Linked DNA regions of Mus musculus: all the other regions are linked to region 2. A link is a contact called in public HiChIP or PLAC-seq data. All regions are on one chromosome and are shown on one strand. The core of a region is the stretch at or near the end of the contact, and the rest is flanking DNA. Distances in the headings are between cores, read along the strand shown.

Region 1 (4,934 bases), core at 626-3,125, 1.1 Mb before region 2:
ATGTTGGCCCAACTGAAAGAGAAAAAAAACTTCTCTCTCTCTCTCTCTCTCTCTCTCTCTCTCACACACACACACACACACACACACACACACACACACACACACACACACAAAATAGCGCAGGATTTCTAGTATAATGTACTTTTGCTATACTGAAGACAAAATAGAGATATTTTATTCTGTGGCATGGAGGGGAAAAAAAGACCCAAATCCATTTCTTTTCCCATTCAACACCTACATGGAAATCACATGGGACTATGAAGATCCAGATTTCTGAGCACCGTTCTAGTCCAGTGAGTGTATCTTAGGATCCAGGAATCTGTGTTATTTTACCCTGAGCCAGGCATAGTAGTGCATGCCCACAACCCCTGCACTTTGGAGGCCAAGGCAGGAGGATTACCATGAGTTTGAGAACAGCATGGGTACCCTAGCCTATATAAAAAGAACTGTCTCAAATAAAAACCTAAACCAAAAATCTCTCCAGTTAAGTGTGAGGCATTTGATTATCAACATGGCATGGGAACTACTGGTGTGGGGCAGGGGAGGGATACCTGGATATTTCTTCTTATATTTATTTACATATTATTATGTGTGTGAGTATGTGTGTGGGGTGACACATTTGCTATGGTACATGGATGGAGGTAAGGGAAAAATTTGCTATTTATGTAGCTGAGGACAACCTAAAGACAATTCCTGATCCTCCTGCCTCCGTCTCTACAGGGGTTATAGTCATATACCAACATGCCCAACTTAATCATTGTCTTCCTTGATCTTGATGGATTTTTATGTTTGGCTTGGTTTTTCAGACAGGATCTTATAGAGCCCACACTAGCCTCAAACTCACTATGTAACTAAGTATGGCTTTGAACTCCTGATCCTACTGCCTCTATCTCTCAGATTCTGGGATTACAGTTCTATGCCACCACATCTGGCTGAAAATTTTATTCAACAATTTATATATTGATGATTTTTTTTCTCTTTTCCTTATTCAAATAAAGAGTTAATTTATCCCGTGAGCCTCCAAAGTGTTCTATGGTATTTACGATGCAATGTGAAATTTACAAGTTTCAGAGATAACAAGATGTGTGTCCCAAGAGAAGACTTTTATTCGCTCTTTTCTCCTTCCCTTTTTTCATGTATGTATGTATGTATGTATGTATGTATGTATGTATGCATGCAGGTATGTGTGTTCCGCAGCATGGTTCTGAAGGTTAGGAGACAACTTGCATCAGTCAGTTCTCTCCTTCCACCATAAGTGTCCTGGGACTCAAATACGGGTTATCTGGTTTGGTAGTAAGAGCCCTTACCTGCTGAGCTCCTCTGTTTCATAATTTGACACAGGTCTAAGTAAACCACACTAGCCTCTAAGTTCCAAGTGTTGGGAGACTAGCGGGGACTTCCTGGAAGGAGTGAACGTGGAGAACTGGAGGTGGATAAGATTAAGATACATTATATCTTACGAAACTGTCAAAGAATAAATAAAAGATGTTCCTAAAATAAAACCAGTGTGAGCCTCTAGACTGGTGGGAAGAACCTCGTTATCAATTTCCCACTTACGGAAGAGCAGGGTTTAACTAGAAAGAGGCACAGGAGAGGTGGACTTTGACAGCAGAGAAACAAAATCAGCAATGGAATGCAGGAGGGATTTTGCAAATCTGCCGGCATTCCCGCCTAAACAGCGAGGGCGTGGCACCGACGTGTGGGCGGGGCTGAGGACAGGGCGGGCCCCCAGGCGAGGGCGGAGTCTTGACTCGGGGCGGGATCCGAAGTGTGGGCGGGCCCCAGAGAAGGGCGGGGTTGCCTCTCCGCCCCGCCCCATTTTCCCCAACTCGGTTCCTCCCTGCTACGTTTCATCAAGATCCCGGCAGGCCCAGCGGCTAAGGGAGTCACGTGAGAGTGGGCGGAGGACGCAGAGCGGGGCTCCCCGGCATTTGCGTCTCTATGGTTGTCAGAGGTGGGCGGCATTCTCCGAGTTGCTGCTAAAGCTGGAGCGCGGACGGGTGAGTGTGAGGAATCTGATCGCCTGGAGGCGAGTTTAGGGGAGGGGAAGTCGGCGCATTTTGGGGACGAGCCTTTCGTGTGGCTCTGAGATCCGGCCACTTTTCAGGTCCGCCAGGGACTGCTGCTGTCTTGGTGATGCTGTTGGTGATATGCTGAGGGGACTCTCGGTCCTCCGCTCCCTTCACCCTATCACCCCTTATCCCTGTCAGGGAGAACTTGTAGTGCCCGGCTTCTAGCCTCAGAGTGCATCCTCTCCACCTGCGGCCAGGACACACTAGTTCTCCCGGAATTCGTGGATGTGGTCAGAAGTAGATGGAGGAGTTTAGAGCTGTGACAGAAAGATAGATAAATACATGTATTGGGGATAGAGAAGATGGGGCGGGGGGATCATTGGCCTTTTAGAAAAGCAAAACAAACTGCAGACTTCTCGGACTGTTCCGTTTTTTATCCTCACCAGCAACTTCGCGTTCTCATTCTCCCTTTCTCTGTCTGTGCCCAGTCCCAGTCGGGGCTACCCACACGATGTTTCGAGAATGAGCCAGGTATTACTGATTATGTGGGATGCTAGAAGAAGAGTTTAAGGCGGACTGTGTTTTATAATAAGTTGTCACCTTTATAAATCCGAGGTTTTGTCTACAGTCCCTTTCAGGTGCTTGAAGTGCAAATATTTGTGCATGTAAATAAATAATTAAGATTAAATAATTTTCTTCCTGAGACATTTTGGAAAGACCTATTTTTTTCCCGCTTGTTTATAAATACATGTTTTGATCCACTTCTGGGATGACTCCCTTAATAAACCTCTGTTTACTTTAAAGCAGTCAGTAGGGTCAGACAGGGAGGTGATTTAACAGCATTAGAAAGGAGTGTGTGCTGGAGATGAAACACATCTGTTGGGGAGTTTAGGTTTCACTGATTGTCAGCCTTTGAGACATAACAAACAGTTGGCGGACTCGACCATCCTGAATGTTTGCCGGTGTGGACAATGTGATGCTTGTTTAGAATCTTATCCTAAAGAGTTTAGAATGCCACTTATCCGGGAAGATGTTCTGGCCACCAGTTACTTTGTTTTGTTTGAATTCTTTTTTGTTCTGTTTTTTTTTTTTGAGGTAGGTTCCCCACCCCCATCACTAGGTTTGGCCTTAAAGTCTGAATCTTTCTGTCTCTGCCAACTGAATGGTGGGTGGGATTACAGGCCTGCCCAGACCTTACAGACTTCAATGGGTTCGGTCCCCACTTCTCATCAATCTTTGATTCTGTTTTGCTTAAAGACATCACCCTGGCTACCTACTGATGCCAAGAAAGAGTCATCAACACCTAAGTATCCGCACAGGGGTCATAACATTCAAAATAATATTAGCAGAAAGTGAAGATTCTGGAATGGCTGGTGTGCCTGGAGAGAATGATAGGAGCCAATGATAAAGCCAATTCTGGTAAAAGCAAGAGCATCACTGCCTTTATTATAGTTTCATGGAGTGGTTACTGTATTCAGTAAATCCATCCATCCATCTGTCCGTCTGTCTGTCCATCCACCCATCTATTGATACAGTGTTTCACTGTGTTGCCCAAGCTGGCCTTGAACTCCTAGGTATAAACACCCTGCCTCAGGCTCTGTAACTTGCTTTCTTATGCTTAGAGGAAAAAAAAACTAATAATACATAATTCCTCATGTAATTGAATATCACATGAAATAATTATAACCGTTATATTTAACTGAACAACTACTTTAGACCTTTGTAGTCATTTTAAAGACTCAAGTAATTAATGATGCTCTCCCCGCCAACCCCCACAGTTGGCTGAATATTTAATGGCAGTCTTCTGCCTCAGGCTCCTGAGTGCTGGGATTATAGGCATGTGCCACCAGGCTGGCAGTAAAGCCATATATATGTATGTATATTATATGTATGTATATACACACACACATATATATACACACATACATATACACACACATACACACAACATATATACATACAACATATATATGTATATATATGTTTACTTTTAAACTGCAAAGTTAGTTTTAGCTCTTGAACAGTTTCAACAGTATTGAAAGCACAAGCTAAATACTCTCCATTTTCCCCCAAAGAGTTATCTGGTATACTTCCTTTTATATAAAAGTACTTTTTAAAAAAAAGGTTTACCACAATATCCCCCCAACTTCTAATAGAAAGAGCTTCCTTTGATGCCAAAAAAGGGAGTGGATTCCTTTCCAGGTGCTCTGATTTAGTGTTTCATGAGGGGAAAAAATGTTAATTCTTTAAAAACACTAAATGTTACTCTCTGGGCATGTGTTAGACACCTGAGAAGTATCTTGAAATGGTTTTGTTTCTTCTTATAAAAACAGTGTGTCCTGTTCAAAAGTGGGAACATTACAAAACCTGTAACATTGGGCTGAGTGTGGCGGTGCAGGTCTTTAATCTGAGCTCTCCAGAGGCAGAGGCTGTCAGACGTCTTTTGAGTTCCACACCATCCTGGTCCACATAGTGAATTTCAGGCCATCCAGCGCTACATAGTAACACCATGTCTCAAAAAAAAAAAAAAAAAAATTCACCCACCCACCTACCAAGTCAAGGTTATTACTAATCTCCAGAATCATTTCCTTTTGGGGAGATGTAATTGGGAATTCTGGGAAAATAATTGAAACTTGGCCTCATACTCCTTAGGAAAGGCTTGCACCCCAGAAGAGCTCCTCATGTCCTCTATATATCTAGCACGTTTCTGTGCGGTGCCTCACTGGCCAGCAATGCCAGCTTGTGCCTCTGTTTATCCTGGAGGTTTTCCCTGCTGCCAGGGAGATAGAAAGCTCTTTGTGGCCAGGCTTGGGTTTCTTACCATGGACTAGGAGAAAGGAAAACATGGTCTCACCCCACACACATTAATGGGGTGGGGGGAGAGGGGAACATTTGGTTTCTAAAGGAAAACAATTGCGGTGT
Region 2 (4,443 bases), core at 450-2,949:
TTCAAGGGAGACTGGGACAGGGAGGGAGCATCCTTGTTAAGTCTTTTTTTTTTTATGCCTTTTGAATTTGAACAATGTGTGCTTGCTGTTCAATCAAGTTAGGCCAGGCTGTGCACATACATCTACAACCCAGTAACACTCTGGAGGTGAAGGCAGGAAGATCAGGATTCAAGGTCAGCCCTGCTACATATCGAGTTTAAGGGCTAACCTGGACTAAGTGAGACCCTATTTCACAAAGAAACCACTCCAGGACTTCAGAGTGCCAGCGACACCCAGTGAGTGAGCCATGACAGCCGGGTATTAGGTCCGGAGGAATATGAGGCTCAGAAAGTTCAAGCCACTTGCCTAGGTCACAGGGGCATGGATGATACAGTCACGCTGTCTGGATGCCCTGGGGGGGGGGGGGGGTTTCCCTAACCTCATCTCCCTCCCCCAACCCCCAGGGATAATCTGGGAATGTGACTCCATCTGCTGGTTCCAAGTCCCCATAGCCCTCCCTCTTGAAGGCTTCCTGCAGCAAGAAGCTATGAGCAGAGACAAACAAGGGGAATGCCCCTCATCAGCACTGCTGGATAAACAGATCCCTGACTATTGCAGCGGAGCCCTGGCTCAGGCAGGCCAGAGGTTCTACAGTGTCCTAGCAAGCTGAGCAGACCCCTCTACAGCCTTAATTCACACAAAGACCAAAGAGGACCATGCAAGGACCTAGACAGGGCCATCCATGCAAACGTGCTTTAAATTATTGTTTGTTTTTTAAATATAAACAGAATCTAGAGAAATGTTTCAGCAGTGAAGAGCGCTTGCTGTTCTTTCAAATGACCCGTGTTCAGTTCCCAGCACCCTAGTCAAGTAGCTCAGCTACTTTTAACTCCTGTTCCAGGGAATTCTATGCCCTCCTGTAGCTTTTGTGGGCACCTGAAAGAACTGCACATACCCACACAAAGGCACACATATGTACACGTATTTTCTTTTTTAGTGTGAAAGATAATCATGAAGCATCAGAGAACTGGCAAGGACCTGTTCCATTTCCAGAAGTTCAGGCTAGGAGGGTGGGCGCACGGCTCAGCGGCTCAGTGTGGGTCACCCAGACCCACACAGGTCTGAAGTCCCTTCTCAGCTACTGTGTCTATTCATCAAGGACTACTCAGCCTTGACCAAGCATCTGAAGTTGCCAGGGATCTTCTCTAACCAGGTCACGGGCGGTGCAGTGGACTGAGCAACGCCTTATTACTCTTTATAAAAGGTAGCTGTGGCTTTGGATGAATAGAGAAAGACAAAGAAAGGAGAGGAGGCGGAGAACCTCCCGGGGCCAAGCTGTCCCTGCCTCTGACTGGGGTCCTGGGGTAAGGACCAGTCAGAGCTGGAAAGGGTAGGAGTCTGGGGACTGAGAACATGTCTGGCCAGCCCGTGTGCCACGATGGCTCCTGTGGACACAGGCTGGGGTCCAAGAGCGAGCCTGGCAGTAGGCTAAGACAAGTCCTCGCTGCAGAGGCAGCTGTGGCATCCGATCCGGACCCGCAAAGCCTTCTGGATCTTTCGGGCCGACCTGTCCCCACACGCGGGACCAGAGAAGAGTGTGGAGGAGAGGCCAGGCTCAGCCTCGGGAAGGGAAGACCCAGCCAAGCATGGGGGCCGCTGCACCCGCACTTACTGTCGCTGCCGCTGCTACCTCCACCAGGTCCAAGGCGCTGGGCCACTGTGACCAGAGCTCAGCCAGGCCGGGCTCCGCCCTTGTCCTCCCAGCCCCGCCCTCCTTTTCTCAGCTCACCACGCCCCGTTCAGCGCTTCCGGGTTTGCCGACTCCTCCCTCTGGCCCCGCCCCCACGCGCGCCTCTTCCTGGCCTACGGCAGTAACTGCAGGCGTCCAATTGCAAAGTGAAAAAAGTGTGGCTTTGGAACAGGTCCTGCCTGACTCCCTATTGGTATCCACCGCCTCATTCCCTAGGGTGCCCCACAGCCCCCTGCTCCCCCTCAATACTTCCAGAGCAGGATGTACCAGCAAGATGAACTTGGCCTCCCAGCCTAGGTGGAGAGCCGCAGAGAGAGCTTGAAGCTATTTGGTGGCAGTGAGCGAGGCCAGAGTGAGCAGATTTGTGTTGGAGGGGCAATCCAGATGCCACATCTGCAGAAGAGAAACTTTTGGGAGACTCTGAGATCAAAGTTCAGGAGAGAGCTGAAGATGGCTCCTGTACAGCTCCGAGTGCAGAGTGGGGGTTACGGAACCGATGTGCTTTGTTTTTGTTTTCTTTTTGAGAGAGAGAGAGAAAAGTGGGGAACCTAAGGAAACACCCAAGAGTGGCAGAAGTTTGGGCTTCCTTTCTACCCAATCCCTTACCACTGGGGGGTGACTTCCTCCGCTGCCCTGCAGGGGACGTGTAGGTGTCACCTACCACCCGCACTTGGGAGGCTCTGGGGTTTAGGCTCACCTTAGCTACATAGTGGTCAGCCCAGGTTACTTGAGACCCTGGCGGCGTTAGGGTTGGAGTATACATGCCTGCGCTGTCCTTACAGATCACCTGAGGAGAGGAGGTAAGGACAGGAGGGGAAAAGAAAGAGGCAGAGTAGGAGTTGGCTGATGTCCTGCGCTAGACCAGAGAAAACGTGGGCACAAGCAAGGCTGGTGTGGGCCAGTCCCAGAGACCAGCTGGGGACTTACTGATGCCAAAGCTTAGTAGGCTTCTTTTCATAAGTGTGAAGGGGGAAAAAATAGAATTTTCTCTACCCATCATGGTTCCTAGTTGGCAAAGGATCCCTAATATCAAACACAGAAGAAAAACAACAGGCTTTTAATAATGTGTAACACAGACACACACACACTTGCCCACTCACACACATACACATGCACACTTTTAGACACACTCACATATATGTATACATGCACCCATGCACACATGTACATATGCACACACATCAGACATGCATACCCACATACACACGTGGGTGAGGCTCAGAGAAATGAGTAAATCTCAAAACATGGCCTAAATACCAGCCTCAACTGCAAGGGGAACACGTGAGGTCTGGAATTCGGCTCTGTGGGAGAGCAGAAGCTAGCATGCTCCAAGCCGTGGGCACACTCCCTACAGGGCACAGAGGAGGCAAAGGTTACCTCAGGATCAGAAAAAGCACAGCAAACAAGAAGGTAGCCTGGGCGGTTCTCCTTGTCTCCCTGTGTCCTTTGCTGTGATAAAACCCCGGAGTAAAACTGACTTGGGACGGAAAGGGTTAATTTCATCTTAGAACTCCACTGAGGGGAATCGGAGCCAAAACTGAAGATAGGAAGCTGGAAGCAAGAATTAAAGCAGACACCAGGAAGAAACTGAGGCTTACAGGACTTGATCTCTCGGTGGTAGAAACTCAGGAGTTAGGGAACTCCTGGAGGCAGGAACTGAGACAGAAGCCGTGGAGTAAAGTTGCCCTCTGGTTTGCTTTAATACAAGCCAGGGCCACCTACAAGGCATAGCTATAAAAGTACCTTTCATTGGCCTAATGTAATTGTTGTCTCAGAGGTTTACTGCCTCTGTCTGCTAACCTAGGCCTAGTCTTGGAAGCTTCTAGCCTCTGTACAATCTTACCTAGGCCTAGAATGTTTACAGCCTCTGAGACTGCTGAATTTCAAGCTCACCCTTTCCTAGTTTTTTTTTCTGAGTTCTGGCTGTCTGGTTCAACTCAGCTATTCTGGCTCAAAGTCCTCTCTACACTGACTGACTCAATCTGGCTTTTCTAGGCTTCTCCTGAATTGCTCTGCTCAGGCTCATACTAACTTCAGCAATCTGTTCTGGTCCTTGGGCTCCCTCTCATTCTCTGGTTCCTTCTGTCTTCACCTGTGTCTGGCTTGTTTTCCCTCTGCAACCTGTCTCTGGACAACTGTCCCAGTAAGGACTGTCTTCCTCCCCTCTTCCTCTCTGCATTGCTCTCTCTTAAGTAGCCTCTCTTTTCTCTCTGTTCTTGTGAGAGTTGGGCAGATCCTATTCTGTCAAATCTTTCTCTGATTCATCACTTTGTCTGCCACTCAATAAGATATCACTTTCAAACATGGGTGCTACCTTCTCCAAACTAACTTTACCTTCATTGTTTTGGATTAAAGGTGTGTACTAAGGGCATGTCTGCATTCCAGCCAGAGGGATTAAAGGTGTGTACTAAGGGCATGTCTGCATTCCAGCCAGAGGGATTAAAGGTGTGTACTAAGGCTGAGTCACACCACAACTAGAAACAGATTTTTCCAGTAAACCACACAATCTCGGGGTTCACAGTGTGATCAAGTATCCTGCAACACACGACACTATCCCCAGTGGGTCAATCACTAGTTAAGAAAATGCCCCATAGATTTGCCTACAGACCAATCTGATGGAAGAGGGTTTTTTTCAGATGACTACAGATTGTGTCCAGTTAACAAAATACTTAGGCAGTTTTGGGGAATTCAGGTTGAGTGGGCCCATAAAAAGT
Region 3 (4,826 bases), core at 782-3,281, 1.5 Mb before region 2:
ACAGAATAGCTGATAAAAGTATAACTGTTGCTAAGAAGAACACGGACCCTCGTGGCAGAAATTCACCTATAAATGCCATTTCTAGTAACTACAAATAGAAATTCCATTGTTTTCAGCTTTCTATAAAAGTATATGAGCCACAACATAAACCTCTTCCTATGTGAAGCAATAAACAGATTCCAAATATGGTGAAACTCCATTCACATGTAAATATCGAAAAATTTACCCACGGTAGACATCATGGCAAATATGGGTGACAGATGTGAATGCAGTTACTGTGTCCAATGTATATTTCAGGGGGAAGAGACCTATAAGTTGTATTAGTGTGGATATATCTAACAAGAAATCAAAGTTTCATCATGCTAAAGAATTAGAAGGTACTGATAAATCACTAAATGGATGATAATACTTTTTTATGAGAATAGGTTTACTGGACAGCCATTAAGGTTCGAATAGCTTAGGTACTATGATTTTTTTTTCATGTCAATGATCACGAACCAACTTCACACAGAAATTATAGCATTTATCTATTTCTCATTATTTTTATTTTAGTCTATTGAAATAAGTTCTACAACTAAAATGCAACATAGGAAGATAATAATAAGAGTCACTTGTTTCAGGTAAGTAGAAAGTTATTTGGGAAATGTTGCTTGAGATTAAGAATCCGACAAAAATACTACCAATGCCAAAGGATTCAATAGAGTTAGTTAAGAGGATTACTTTCATTAATATTGGATAAGGGAAATATTAGAGTTTCTTAAAGTAGAGAAAAATAATTTACTGCGTGCAGCTGTTAGGGAAGTAGAAATAGAATCTATTCTACCCCCTGCGACAACTGGAAGATTCCACATACAATCTTAAAATGATGGGAACAAAAGCAAGATTACAAGAGATTGGTATTATGAAAACAGTATGACCTCTCGGATAACTATGGCTTATATCCTATATCAACTAAGATAAGTTTTTCAAGTTATTTGAACCGCACAAAACATTGGATCGGTCAAGTGGTTTGTTTGTTTTTTTTTTGTTGTTTTTTTTTTTTTTCATTACAAGGGGACGGGAAAGCCAAACAAAACCGCCAAGCATTACAGTAAACCCGCGAGCTTTGGAAAATCTAAGGAAGCCGACTTTCCGGTCAGTAGCCATGTACGTGTACACAATTGCACAAAATCAGGCGGATTCCAAGGCCTGATTTAAGTCGGGGAAAAGGAAAAAAAAAACCGTTACAAAGTGATAGGCATCGATCATCATCCTGGATTTCATTTACACCACCCCGCTTTGGCCAGGACCAGGAAGCCTGGAAAATGTAACTTTTCCCCAACATGCAGTCGCTCGCCAGAGCTCTTCAGCCCTCGCCCTGGGGCAACAGGGAGCCCCCTCTCCACGACACGCGGAGTCCCGGAGCCGCACGGTCACAATCTCGCTGGCCCAGAGGCGACCGGGCGGGGCGGGGCGGGGGCTCGGGGAACCCAAGGGCGCGGGGCTCACCAGCTGCTGTACCTCGTCGCATGAGGCCATAGCCCTGGTGGGACGTAGGGAAACGGTGGTCTCAGGCTGGACGCAAACACAGGTCCCGGGCCGCTTCAGAGAGAGACCCGCTGGGCGTAACTGGCGGGACAAGGGGCGTGCCCGGCGCCCCGCAGCCGTTAATGGGCGGGGCGGCCTCTGCTGAGAGGCTGGGGCGGGGCCGAGGCGGAGGGCTGCGGGAACGCGCCAGGGACTACCAGGGTTTCCCGCGCTCGGGGCGAGCTTCTCCCGGGTGTGCCCCACCGGGCGTTTTGACGAAAAGCCAAGTGTGTGGGGAGGGTGAGTGGAAACGTGAGCCTCGGAGGCCAAGCTCTGGGTCCCTCGCCTCCCGCCACTGGCGGAAACAGTGGCTGCGAGCCCGCGCGGAGCCCGGAAGTGGGCGGGGCCTCGGGCCGGGGACTGTCGCCGAGATTGAGTCCCGAGCGGAAGTGGGTGTGGCGGGGCGTGTCCACTGGGACGCGGCCCCAGTGAGGCGGTGTCAGCGCTCGCGGGACTCGAGACTCTTCAAAGCTGGGATCGCGCGTGCTGCCAGCCACTGAGACCCAAGCCGCTCTCCGGGTCCTCCAGGCGTCCGGCCATGGTGTCTGGCTGAGCGCTCCTGGGGCTGAGAAGCTGAGCCGCGGTGAATGGAGGGGTCACTGGAGCTGAGCTCGGAGGCGATCCTGCGCTTCCTCGCCGAGCGTGGGGGCCGGGCGGGACACTCGGAATTGGTGCAACACTTCAGGGACGTCCTGGGTGGCCAGCGCGAACAGCGCACCCGCGCCCGCGAGCGCTTCAAGGAACTGGTCAATGCCGTGGCCACCGTGCGCACCGATCCCGCGGATGGTACCAAGTATGTGCATCTCAAGAAAAGGTTCTGTACGGGGGATTCCCCCCCGCTTGAGGCCAAGCTCCCCCGAGAGCCCCCGCGTATCGAGGTGACTGAGGAGCCTCAAGTCCCGGACCTTGCAGCGGAGCCTTGCGAGGGCAGCCAGCTCCAGGAGGCAAATCCACAGTTGTCTCTCGGACTGGGTGGCGAAGTGAGCGACCAAGAGCCTCCAGCCCCTGCTCAAGGTGGGGCCCAAGGTAAGGACTCGCCACCACAGGAGGTCGAGGCCGTGTCCTGGGCGTCGGGTCCCGGGTCCAGCGAGAACCTTAAACTCCCTCCACAGGGGGAGGCTGAAGGGGGCAGTTCCCCTAGTGGGCCAAACACACCCAGGTCGGCCCGTCAGAACTTTCGGGACCTGGTGTTGGGCAGCTCCCCGCAACTAAAGAGGAGCGTGGGTCCTGGGGACGGTAACGCTGGAGGTCGCAGCAGAGGAGGGGGCGACTCCGATACCGCATCGTTAGCTTCTTCGTCCGCAGAAGAGGAGAGCAGCGTCGGGGCCTCGGTTACCCTGGATCCCCTGGATCACGCCTGGATGCTCTCAGCTTCCGAGGGCAAGTGGGACAGCCTAGAAGGGCTGCTCACTTGTGAGCCCGGCCTGCTCTCGAAGCGAGACTTCATCACCGGCTTCACTTGTCTCCACTGGGCCGCCAAGCACGGCAGGCAAGAGCTCCTGGCCATGTTGGTCAACTTTGCCACCAAACACCAGCTGCCAGTGAACATCAATGCCAAGTCGAGCGGAGGCTACACTGCCCTACATTTGGCAGCGATGCATGGGCATGTAGAGGTGGTGAAGTTACTAGTGGGGGCCTACGACGCAGATGTAGACATCAGGGACTACAGCGGGAGAAAGGCCTCTCAGTATCTGAGCGAGAGCATCGCAGAGGAGATAAAGAACCTGGTGGGAGCCCTGGATGAAGATGATGGAGACAGCCCTGCCGCCCGCGGGGGTGGGCGCTGGAGACTTTCAAAGGTGCTCCCCTCACACATCACTCACAAACTCTCCCCGGTCGTGGAAGACGGAGCTGAACTTCACCACCACGTCCCCGAGGGATGGACTGGAGGAAGCAAAGCAAAAGATTCAGGTCGCAAAGCCTCGGGCAGCTCAAGTGGACGGATGAAGCCACGACTCAACAAAATCCGATTCCGAACCCAGATCATTCACACCACTCCCTCCTTCAGGGATGCTAAACCGACACTGGAGGAAGGGGAGGAGGAGGAGGAGGAGGAGGAGGAAAGGTCTCTTAGAGGCTACTCATCTTCCTTTAAACTGAGACCGAAGTCCAATGTATTTGGGTAAAATAATTCGCGCTAGAAATGCTAAGGCTTATTTGTCTTCAAGGTAGAATAATACTGGGTATGGATAAGAAGTGGAAGCAGAAAAAACCAAATAAATTATGCATTTTAACTTTCGGGCTTGGGGTGGATCTGTAATAATCCTTTCAGGATAGCATTCTGAGGCAAGAAAATGTCTCTGAAGTGATTCATAATGCACTGATTTGTGCCTCTTCCCCAACCCCACCCAGGTAACCTGGAACTTGTGAGAACTGGAATTATTGATGACTAAGAGTCCCATTTGCTTTTTAATCATTGCGAGATACCATGCAAAGTAAGGGCCATGAGAAAATGCAAAACACATGGTATTGCAAACTGAACCTGCTAATGTTTGTAAGTGAATGAAACTAGAGGCTGCCCTGATTTTCTGCTATGCACACTTGCTTAAGGTGCTAAAGAAGGGCAAGGTCAGAGTTGAAATGTGAAACTACAAAGGAGGATTATGTGAACGGAGATGGGAATCCCACTGATAACGTCTTACTTGTATTGTAAGTAGCGGTTCCCAATTTTTTTTTTAAAGCAGTTTTACTTTTAATCACTGAACTGAAGAAGGAAGCAGCACTTGCTTTCAAGTTACTGTAATCTGGTTTGTGCCTATATAACACTATACGGTACATTATTAACTACAAACTTGGTTCAATAGAAGAAGACATTTATTTAAATAGATGAGCACATAGCAACCTATGGTACTTTTTTTAAATGTGTATGTCTTGTTGATTATCACCAACTAGTTTTGCTACTCTTAAATTCTGAACTTTCTGAGGTTTGTATTCTGGGGATTTTGTTTGTTTGTTTGTTTATGAAGCTTACAATACTTTACTTATCACCTAAACTGATTTACTTATCACCTAAACCATTCCTTGTTTAGAAAATAGCAAAATATGCTTCTGTGAAGTAATTATTAAATCAGTTTAATATGTTTCTCATGTAAGAGACATTTTAATTTTATTAATACATTCATAGCCTCTATGCTTTGTAGCAACATTTTACAAATGTGCAAAATACTAAATCTTTCACTTTTCTTATGTTTCTTTGTATGTACTCAAAGAACTATAGTGTGGTTACAGAAAGCCTAGATAGTCTGCCCATTTAAAAATGG

What was found. HiChIP or PLAC-seq counts read pairs in DNA pulled down with a chosen protein or histone mark.
Region 1: an H3K27ac HiChIP or PLAC-seq map of thymic regulatory T cells shows a contact between it and region 2, with 4 times the contacts expected there. The contact joins the promoter of Micu1 here to the promoter of Slc29a3 in region 2. A contact is called at or near these places in 1 of 484 Hi-C or Micro-C datasets (memory CD8 T cells) and 2 of 115 datasets of contacts at active chromatin or transcription factors (pro-B cells and thymic regulatory T cells).
Region 3: an H3K27ac HiChIP or PLAC-seq map of thymic regulatory T cells shows a contact between it and region 2, with 8 times the contacts expected there. The contact joins the promoter of Sowahc here to the promoter of Slc29a3 in region 2. A contact is called at or near these places in 1 of 39 promoter capture datasets (pre-B cells), 2 of 484 Hi-C or Micro-C datasets (CD4 T cells and regulatory T cells), 2 of 115 datasets of contacts at active chromatin or transcription factors (large pre-B cells and thymic regulatory T cells) and 1 of 9 other capture datasets (liver).

What each region holds. Positions count from the first base shown.
Region 1 is chr10:59,700,688-59,705,621 of GRCm38.p6, forward strand. Micu1 (mitochondrial calcium uptake 1) reads left to right here and starts at 1,876. Exons shown (of 12, transcript NM_144822.3): 1 at 1,876-2,000.
Region 2 is chr10:60,751,083-60,755,525 of GRCm38.p6, forward strand. Slc29a3 (solute carrier family 29 (nucleoside transporters), member 3) reads right to left here and starts at 1,700. Exons shown (of 6, transcript NM_023596.3): 1 at 1,652-1,700. The coding sequence starts at 1,652.
Region 3 is chr10:59,219,891-59,224,716 of GRCm38.p6, forward strand. It overlaps Sowahc (sosondowah ankyrin repeat domain family member C), which reads left to right and starts at 2,032. Exons shown (of 1, transcript NM_172939.3): 1 at 2,032-4,826. The coding sequence starts at 2,154. The coding sequence ends at 3,692. It overlaps Septin10 (septin 10), which reads right to left and starts at 1,610. Exons shown (of 10, transcript NM_001024911.3): 1 at 1,501-1,610. The coding sequence starts at 1,518.